Regions from separate parts of the Danio rerio genome. Here region 2 is linked to region 1. The links are chromatin contacts, called in public HiCAR-type maps. All regions are on one chromosome and are shown on one strand. Each heading gives the region's core, a stretch centred on a gene start, on an enhancer-like site or on the middle of the called end of the contact. The rest is flanking DNA. Distances are from core to core; before and after follow the strand shown. Region 1 has its middle 13 kb from the start of slc25a48. Region 2 holds the start of slc36a1 (solute carrier family 36 member 1).

Evidence for each region. HiCAR-type assays count read pairs that join an accessible place to other places.
Region 2: a contact with region 1 is called in a HiCAR-type map of caudal fin, with 10 times the contacts expected there. The contact joins the promoter of slc36a1 here to the enhancer-like site in region 1. A contact is called at or near these places in 6 of 18 Hi-C or Micro-C datasets (caudal fin, embryo, fibroblasts and 1 more) and 2 of 4 datasets of contacts at active chromatin or transcription factors (caudal fin and embryo).

The regions. Positions count from the first base shown.
Region 1 is chr14:29,882,902-29,887,743 of GRCz12tu, forward strand. No RefSeq gene overlaps it. Among named protein-coding and RNA genes, the nearest start is that of slc25a48, 13 kb to the left of the region's middle. Within about 2 kb of position 2,925, at least 3 of the 62 cell types and tissues checked have an H3K27ac peak or open chromatin away from gene starts, as enhancers often do.
Region 2 is chr14:30,259,433-30,264,274 of GRCz12tu, forward strand. It overlaps slc36a1 (solute carrier family 36 member 1), which reads left to right and starts at 1,952. Exons shown (of 13, transcript XM_073921867.1): 1 at 1,952-2,075. atox1 (antioxidant 1 copper chaperone) reads right to left here and starts at 798. Exons shown (of 4, transcript NM_001256633.3): 1 at 702-798; 2 at 456-528; 3 at 111-259. The coding sequence starts at 707. The coding sequence ends at 135.

The DNA.
Region 1 (4,842 bases), core at 1,675-4,174:
AGTGCACACGGATGGAACTGAATACTCATTGGCTCCTCGTGTCCTTTATTCCAAGATTTCACTCATCTTTCTCTTTCTTTCATTTTGCTTTCTATATTAATATATGAAGGCCCACATTAACAATAGAAACCATATGTACAAATTCTAATTATTATGACATTTATTATGGTCATTGCCATTGAAGGAGTACCTGTCCACCACAGGAATTTAAAGTTTTTTAAAGCATCAAACATAAATAGCTACAATATAATGTAATTATAGTCACTATTCAAAGGTTTGTGGTCAGTATAGGAAATAAGTGTTTTTATGATCAGCAATGCTGCGTTTTTAATATTCAAATATAATGTAGGGTCACAGTGACGTAGTGGGTTGCATGATCGCCTCACAGCAAGAAAGTCGCTTGTTTGAGCCTTAGCTGGGTCAGTTGGCGATTCTGCGTGGAGTTCGCATGTTCTCCCTGCCTTTGCGTGGGTTTCCTCCGGGTGCTCAGGTTTCCCCCACAGTCCAAAGACATGCGCTATAGGTGAATTGGGTAGGCTAAATTGTAGTGTATGAGTGTGTGTGTGTGAATGTGTGTGTGGATGTTTCCCAGAGATGGGTTGCGGCTGGAAGGGCATCCGCTGCGTAAAAACTTGCTGGATAAGTTGGTGGTTTATTCCGCTGTGGCGACCCCGGATTAATAAAGGGACTAAGCCGACAAGAAAATGGATGAATGAATATATATATAGGAAAAAAAAAATTATGTGATCATTACATTTGGTCACAGGTTTACTTTTATAAACAAAATAATTTCTTATGGCTAGGCCCACATGGAATCTGTACATGATTAATAAAAATGATTAATAAACCCCTTAATTAATAAAGGGCCTAAGGCAAAAAGAAAATGAATGAATGAATGAATGAATGAATGAATGAATGAATGAATATTTCTGATAAATATGAAAATGTTCATGTAATTTATTTACAATACAGTTTGTAAATTAGTATTTTCTGTCTTTTTAGTAGATCTAATATATGAGAGAGCTTTGTTTACCAAATGTGTTTTTGCATTGTAAACATTAAATAAAATATAAAAAGGTATTATTTTTATTACATACATTATGTTTTTAGGTATGTTACTCCCAAAATCATTCAGCATAAATCTGCAGATTTTCTACAAAATTCTTAGCAGAAATAGCAATAAATGTCCAGCAGATTCTGTCTGGCCCTACTTATGGCCCCAAAATCACTAAATCCATCCTTTACAATAGGCCTGTTGCAAAATAAATTGAATGTTTCCTGCTTGAATATATATTTAAAATATTATTTGTTTCTTTAACATCAACACAGAATTTTTAAAAATAATATTCTATTCGTGTCAGTGTCACATGTCCCTTCACATTAAATGTAATATATATATATATATATATATATATATATATATATATATATATATATATATATATATATATATATATATAATTCAAATTATTCTCAACATTGAAAAGACTTGTGTTGTTAAATACTTTTGTTGAAGTGTGACTTTTCATAATCAGAGATAAAAAGATTATTTAAAATACTAATTATTTTGTAACCATGGAATAGTCTTTACTGGAATTTTTGATCAGTTAAATGTAATTAAGGCTACATTTGCTGAAGCTACATTCAATTAATTGAAAAAAACAGATTAATGATAAAAAATAAATAAATAAACAAGATTGAGAAGCAATATAAACCAGTTATTATAATGGTAAACAATCATTCACTTTAACAGTTAAAATCAAAACAACTGTATCAGGCGTGCAATGACAATGTGTGTTTAGATCATTATAGTTTGAATAGATTTTGCTTTCATTAGTTATAAGCAATAAACATTTACCCTCGCTCTTCGACGTGATTTGCAATGCAGGATTTGCAATCCATCTACTCTAATTAAACAAATGTCCACTGTATTGGCTAGGGAACATAAAGCTCATTTGCATTCATAGAGACTCCTAGCGAAGGGCAATGTAAAACGGCACATAATGTACACGAAAATGCACAACTAGTTCGTGACATGCTGGGACAGTAGTAGTACCTAAATATTAAACCAATGCATAATTCATAAATCCACAGCTCAACTCTGAGAAACACGATTGCGTGCAGCAGCAAAACAAGATCGACCTCTCTGGCAAATTTAGAGACCATGGAAGGACACAACAAAAACAACAACAACAAAAAACCTTGATGGGAAAGGTTAGCGCTGTCCTTGAGTCACATGAGCATACTGTGTGAATCACGTAAGGGTGGATGAAGCAGTCAAAGTTCCACAAGAACAAATTTCTTATGTAAAAGCATGACTGCACTTTACCCTACAGCAGCAGATTAAAGGAGAAGCAACTTAATGTGGAGTGACAGTCCTAACGGAACTGGCTGAGAGTGTCCCGGCCACAGATTTACAGGGATTTCTGCAAGATCTACAGCGACACCCAAGGAGGAGCTCAACTCTGCCATGGTTAAAGAAAATGAATGGTTTTCGTGAATATTTGGAGAGCTTTAGAGGCGAGCGCGTGAATTGAGCCATCTTACTTTTCCTGTCTTATCATCTGCCGCGTGCAAAGTTTCTTGACATCTAGTGTTGACGGCGCACACTGGAGACCTGCCTTCCTTTAGTCCTGGCTTTTCCTTCCACCACCAACAACAACAACAAGATACTCCTTAAGGGGGTGTTGTTGTACTGGCTGTCTCTCCATGTGTATGACCCCTGTATAAACAATGAAATCCTTACCGGCAAAGAAGGAGGCACTATTGGAGGAATGGCTTTCCGGATCAGTGGACATTAAGCATGTTATTTACATACAAAGTGTTACGTGATCAAATATGAGGCGACAGGGGTCCGGCATGGGAGGGCTGGATGTATATAGTCAGAAGCTGGCAGGCTGTTGTGCTTAGTCATCTCTGGATTTTCCTCCATGTGCTGCCAGGCCTGAACGCTGCTCAGTCTAGACACTAGAGCTACCATTGGTCATGTGCAGCTGGGAGCTGTCAAGCTTTTCAATCATTTTAATATGTCCACAGGGTACTGCAGTCCCAGATCTCATCTAATAATCCATACTAGCCGTGAAGATTAAAAAAAAGAGAAAGAAAAAAGATCTTGGCTCTATTTGTCTACTGTATCAAGAACATAAAAGGAAGATTTTAGGAATTTACATTGGTAAAAATCTGTTCTAACCATAATAGAAGGTTGTTATGTAACCTCTGTGTCAGCTGATGACTAAATGTTTAAGACCGTGAATGTGAGAATTCTTGATTTGTTGCGACAACAACTGACTGGCTAATTAATTTAGTAATTGTGACATTGTGGCAACATCAGTGGTTGTGTGCTGGTTGGTCTTTTTTCTTCTTTAATGGCAGACATTAACTAGTTTATAGTCCATGTCAAAACTCCCACAAATAAAGATACAAAATCTTTCACTGGGGCTACACCTTTTCAAAAAGTACTTTTTTGGTTCCTGGCAGGTCCTTAAATGTACATATTAATACCTAAAAACAAAAAAAAAAAAATGTACCTCATAGTATCTTGCAAGGGTACAAATGTAAAATACAGTAAGGTATAAAAGTAATCCTTAAAGGTACAAAAGTGTACCCTAAAGGTACAAATGTGTAGCTGTAAAGTACAAATATGTGCACTGTAAAATAATATATTATTTTAAATATCAGCTGTTAAATTACACCCAGTGAGAGGTTTTGTACAAACAAATTGTTCAGCAATCGTTCAAATGGATGATTGACTACAAATATGGTTATTGCTTTCACAAATAAAATCCCATGTTCAAGCAGGGTAACAAGACATTAGATTCATAAATATGCACAGCCATCTTTCTTCATACAAAGTGAAACATTATTGACATGTCTAGCAGAAACTAACACCTAACACAAACACACATTCATACAGTTGTATAGAGGAGTAAAGGAAGAAAAATAAGAGTTTGAGAGAGTGTAATGATGGAAAAACCTCAGATTTTGTAAGACCAATCCAAGCAAACCATTCACTCATTCATTTTATTTTTGTCATAGTCCCTTTATTAATTAGATTTCGCCACAGCGGAATGATCTGGCAACTTATCCAACATATTTTTTACGCAGCGAATGCCCTTCCAACCACAAGCCAACACTGGGAAACACCCATACACTCTTGCATTCACACACATAATGGCCAATTTAGCTTATTCAATTCAATTAGACCACATGTTGTTGGACTTGGGGGAAACCAGTGCACCCGCAGGAAACCCATGCGAACACAAGGAGAACATGCAAACTCCATACAAAAATGCCAACTGACTTATCCAGGGCTTGAACCAGTGACCATTTTGCTGTGAGGTGATTGTGCTACCCATTGCACCACCGTGATGCCTCCAAGCAAACCAAAAATTATTTATTTTACCCTGGTTTCTTCAGGGTTACGTTTAATTTACACTATTTCAGTGGTAATCTGGATGTGTTACTTGCGTTCTTTTTGTGATGTAAAGAACTGTTGAGCTAATGTTCCCACGTGGTTAGCTGGTGGTCGGTTCTTTGTCCTGTGAAGCTGTGTGGTGGAGTCTATCGTTTCAAGTTTAGAAGCGACTAATCGTCTTGACTTCTGGTTTTGCGACATAACAACTGAACTACTCTCGACTGAAAAGAAAGAAGCAAGGGTATTGAAGATGGAAATGTCTGAGCTGATGTGCGGTTAACCCATTTTGTCATGGTCCACACCTGCTCCCTGGAGTTCTCTGAGTGTTCTCTTGGGTTCTTCTGGGGTGCGGCCTTAGTCACCAGCTTTTATAAGGGTGGTTTTTGTGCCACCCCCCGGAGCTGAGTTGACCAATGAGAAGTTAACTC
Region 2 (4,842 bases), core at 702-3,201, 380 kb after region 1:
TGATCACAAGACCAAGAAACTTGTACTATATAATAGTTCAGTTAATGTGTTATAATGATTTTTAACTTCTGTGAGTGCAATTGACTGAAGTATTTGAATTGAGTTCTCACCTTATTGTTTTAATATAAACCTTTTCATTTTGTACCAATGTAGGTAACAGTTTTTCCAGTCTTTTTTAGTGTTTCCAGAAGGACATCAGTGTTTTTGTCTGACTCAATGAAGACCTTCTTGTTGGGAAGATCGATATCAAACTTGACATCTGTTGAGAAATACAAATGAACTATGAACTCTGTCCCACCATGACAAAGCACTTTTTAACACAAAAAGCAAAGAAAGCAGCAACATCTGATGCATTTAATAACACAATTCACAAACATCTCATTTAAATGGTTCCAGTACACAATTCAACGATATTACGATTAGAATATTTCAAATGTAAAAAACCTAAACCTTACCCAGTTTATTAAGTACTCGAGTGACTGCACCAGAGCATCCTTCACATGTCATGTCAACAAAAAACTCGTGAGTCTGTGAAGAAAGAAAACATCTTTGATTCAATAAGAGACACTCATCAAAACGTTAGCAACTAAGCTAAGTCTGGAAGTTATCTTGAGTAAAAACGAACTTAGGATGTTCTGAAACCCTAAGCAAAAGTAAACGGATTATTGTTAATTAAATGTTATATTAAAGGGGGTAATTACCGTCATGATCGATCAGACTGTTGCTGCAAACTCAAGTCTACAGACTCGATTTTGCTGGCACTGTTGCTGGACGGTCAGGTGACGCACTGTTTCCTTTAGGGCTCATCAATAAACTATCAGTTTCTGACAAAGCGTTCATTCGCACCACAAAAAACACGTGGCATTATTAAACTAAATTGATTATATGTTTGTTGTTTGTTTGTTACTGCTCATTTAAATTAATGTTAATGCTGTCATCTGAACCTTGGTGCTCTACACAAAAGTGGAGCGAAACTGGATGAAAGATGGGTCCCAATCTGTTTCAGACTCTGGTGCAGTTTAAATGTAATGTAAATGCAACATGAACAAATAAGGACATCTAAAGCTAATAACAGGACCCACATGACCAAAACCAAACATATTTCTTGTCATACAGTCATGGAATTGCCATGTCGTAAATGTCTATTCCAGATGTCTTGGTATTGTTTTGACTCATTTACACATTTTATAAGCTCCTCACAAGTCCGATTTAAATACCATCCCCACATGAAAAAAATTGAACCATACTAAAATACTTGAAATAGTTTGTTATTGTAATAGTCCCTGGTAATACAACAAATAGTGTCAAAAACCCAATAGTGTACCAAGTTTCTACAACTAGAAAATATACTACTATACCAATTTACTGTTGAGTTTACTGCAGTATTTTGTTACACTTTATCAGTTTGCTAATACCGTAATAACAGTTAGCCTGTGCTCTGTAAATATAGTAAAAGACACTTTAATATAATATGGTTCAAATAGACTAGTGTTTACTACATAGTATTTTCCATATACATCTACAGATACAACGATATATTCAGCAGCACACAACATTTTGTTGGATATCGCATCAGAAGTGATATCAAACGTTTTAAACGTAAAACACATTTTTTAGATGATCCCTTGTTTTTGTTGCTCTCTAAATAAAATTAAGCAAAATTAAATAATTAAATTAAATACGTTCAAATTAAATTAAGTTGAGAACTGTAATAATAAAAAGTTTGTTAATTTCCTTCATTAAATTTGTTCATTAAAAAGTACTAAAGCATACAGCTTCCGTCATACTCTGTACGTCATTTTGATTTTGCAAAAGCTGCAATGTTTTAAAAGTGTATCGTTAACTTTTTGATTTTTAAAACAGAAACACGGAAACGTAATCCGTGAGAGACCGCGTTGAAGTGAAATCAGCTGACATGTGTCATGTGACAGCAGAGCGAGGACGCAGAATCAGAACAACAGAGTCGTTCAGCGTGTCGGATCATCTTGTCTCTTTTCTGTCATAGCATGTCCGGGTTAAAATATGGACTTTATTAGGTTTATATAGTTGGTTAATATCATTCAGCGGTGCTTGCGGTAAGTCTGATTCTGTCATTTCATGTACAATATGATACGTGCTAATGCTGAGCTACATCTTGTAGAAAGCCTGCTGAGCCTTCGAGGGTTGTGACATCACTGACATCATGCTGATATTGAACTTATTACCGGTTATTTATGAAAAGCATTTATTACCACAGATTATTGAATTGATCCAGACGAGGTCTTAAATAAAAAACAACAACAACTCAATACTGGATAGCTTTTGTAGTATGAAACAAATGTGACTACATTGTTAACAATATGTGTAAATTAAGCAGTTTTTAACTGTAATATGAACTGCATTTTACTGCAGGGCAGTTATGCAGTATGTTAATGTATTTTAAAGTTTGTGAAAATTGCTGTACATTTTAAAGTAAAGAAATAGACATAATTCTGTATACATGTACAGCAAGATAATGGTGCCATACATGTAAATACAGTATTTTTGCTGTAATTTATTTTCAGTAAATTACTGATGAACTGCTATTAATAAGTTACTGTAGATTTTGCTGACATTACTTACAGGTAACATTTTAATATTAGGTTTTCTTTTGTTAACATTAGTTAGTATGCGCTGATGGTTTGAGTATTACCACAACATTTCTTAATTTTAGAGCCTAGCCCATACCTAGGGCCAGACAGAATCTGCGACCATTTTTAGCTATTTCTGCAGAGAATTTTGTAAAAAAAATCTGCGAATTTATGCAGATTTTTTATTTTGGAAGTTTCATAATTAAAAATTTAACCTATGATTTAAAACATATTAGCTTTTTAAACTTTTTATTTAATGTTTACAGTGCAAATCTAATTAGATCTACTTATTTGGTAAACAAAGCAAGTCTCTTATATAATATGTCTACTAAAACACAGAATTTATTACTTTACAAACTGTATTGTAAATAAATCATATGAAGATTTTCATATTAGGCAAAAATATTACTAAAATTAATTACAAAACTGGATAAATATAAATTTACACACATTTACACAAGTAAATAAATAGACTCAATAATGGGCCAAAAAATCAAATTTTAAATTGTCCCAGTACTTGCAAAAATTTTGCAAATATGTGGATGACAGAAGATATCTTAAACTGTTTAAATATTTACAGCTAAGAAATTGTGGACATTACAGAAGCATTAAATTAGATTTGTTTAGGTTTGTATTCCTTTTGGATCATCCTGTACACTCAAGCTTGTTTATTTATTTATTTATGATGAAGGAAAGCAAAATAATTGTAATTAAAGGCAAACATATAATATTAGTAATGTTTATTTACTGAATAATCCACTTTGTTTTGTGGAAGATGGGTTAAAATTTTAAAAAGTTATTCGTCTTCCTATTTTTTGCCATATAATTTGAAAACAAAAAGTTTAAAGAGATTTAACAAACAGTTCATTCAATAATATGAAAAAAATAAAAACAAGCAAACCAGTGTATTACTCTATAAATTAACTGTCGTGACATATATAATACTTTGATTTTCATTAAATGAGATCAGTGTTAATGTTAATTTTTCTTCCGAAATAGTTAGTACGTAAATTAGGAAAGGAAAAGCCCTCAAATTTGGCTGTTCTGACATGGAACGCTCCATCAGAAATCCTCAAACTGTGACCTTAACTATGTTTGCATTGGATTTAGCATATTGACTTGAGACTTTATATTTAGAACATCTTCCTCGTGACATGTCTATTAAATCTACATCAATATCAAGCGAACTGCATCATCACGAAAGGCTTTTATTTTCCCATTGATCTGTTTTCATATTGATTCAACTTTTACATTCCAAGACATTGAGGAGTCAATGGGAAAATGTTCAAGGCAAAACACTGACCACTCCAAAGTCAAACATTGATTTTAGATACTGTATGACGGCACTGAATAGAGACATATCATGCGACAGTGTTGTTGTTCATATTTATGTTTCATTTAATAACCAAAAATACTGATAGCTTCAGTCAGGTTATATTTAAACTGAGTGGTTTGCAGTTTAATATTCATAACAGTTGAGACAGCCTGTCATTTGTGTTTTAATAACTTGCTTGTAATTAACAGCGCCTGAATGAATGTGCGGAATCGCCTTGGTTGTTTACACCCATGTGTTTTGGAATGGTTCCAAACAGTTGTGACATATTTCTGAGACTGTTGTGAATATTAATGTCCATTACAAAACTCGCATGGGTGTCAGAATGAATATACACTTCCCGTCAAATGTTTGGGATGTTTTAAAAGAAGCCTATACTGCTTATTAATGCTGTGTTTTTGGATCAAAAATACAGTAAAGCTTAGAGCTGCATCATATTACAAAAATCGGGTATTGCAATATTTTGTTTCTTTGCGGTTTTTATTGCAATGTTAAAATAATTCCACCAGATAGCTTGAATAGCTCAATTTGGAAAGAAATCCTAAATTTTGATTAATTGAGGGGCGTTTTGTAAGGGTGTGAATCATGTATACAATATATAATAAAATAAACAACATGCAAGCAAAATTAATTACTATAGAACAAAGAAAAGGTTCAAATAAACAGTTCTTTATGCTTTTCCGGAGAGTCAAACAATGTTCAGACACAGAAATTGATTAATAAATGTAAAAAATAAAACTGTATATAGTCCTCGTTCTAATAATTTAGTAAAATTATTCTACATTAAAGTTACTAGGATATTTTTTTGTGCCTAAGTATTTTAGGCTCACTTGAAATGCAAATGGCCTACTATGGTTATACTTTACAATGGCACCACAATGTATTCTCAGTTGTTGTGCT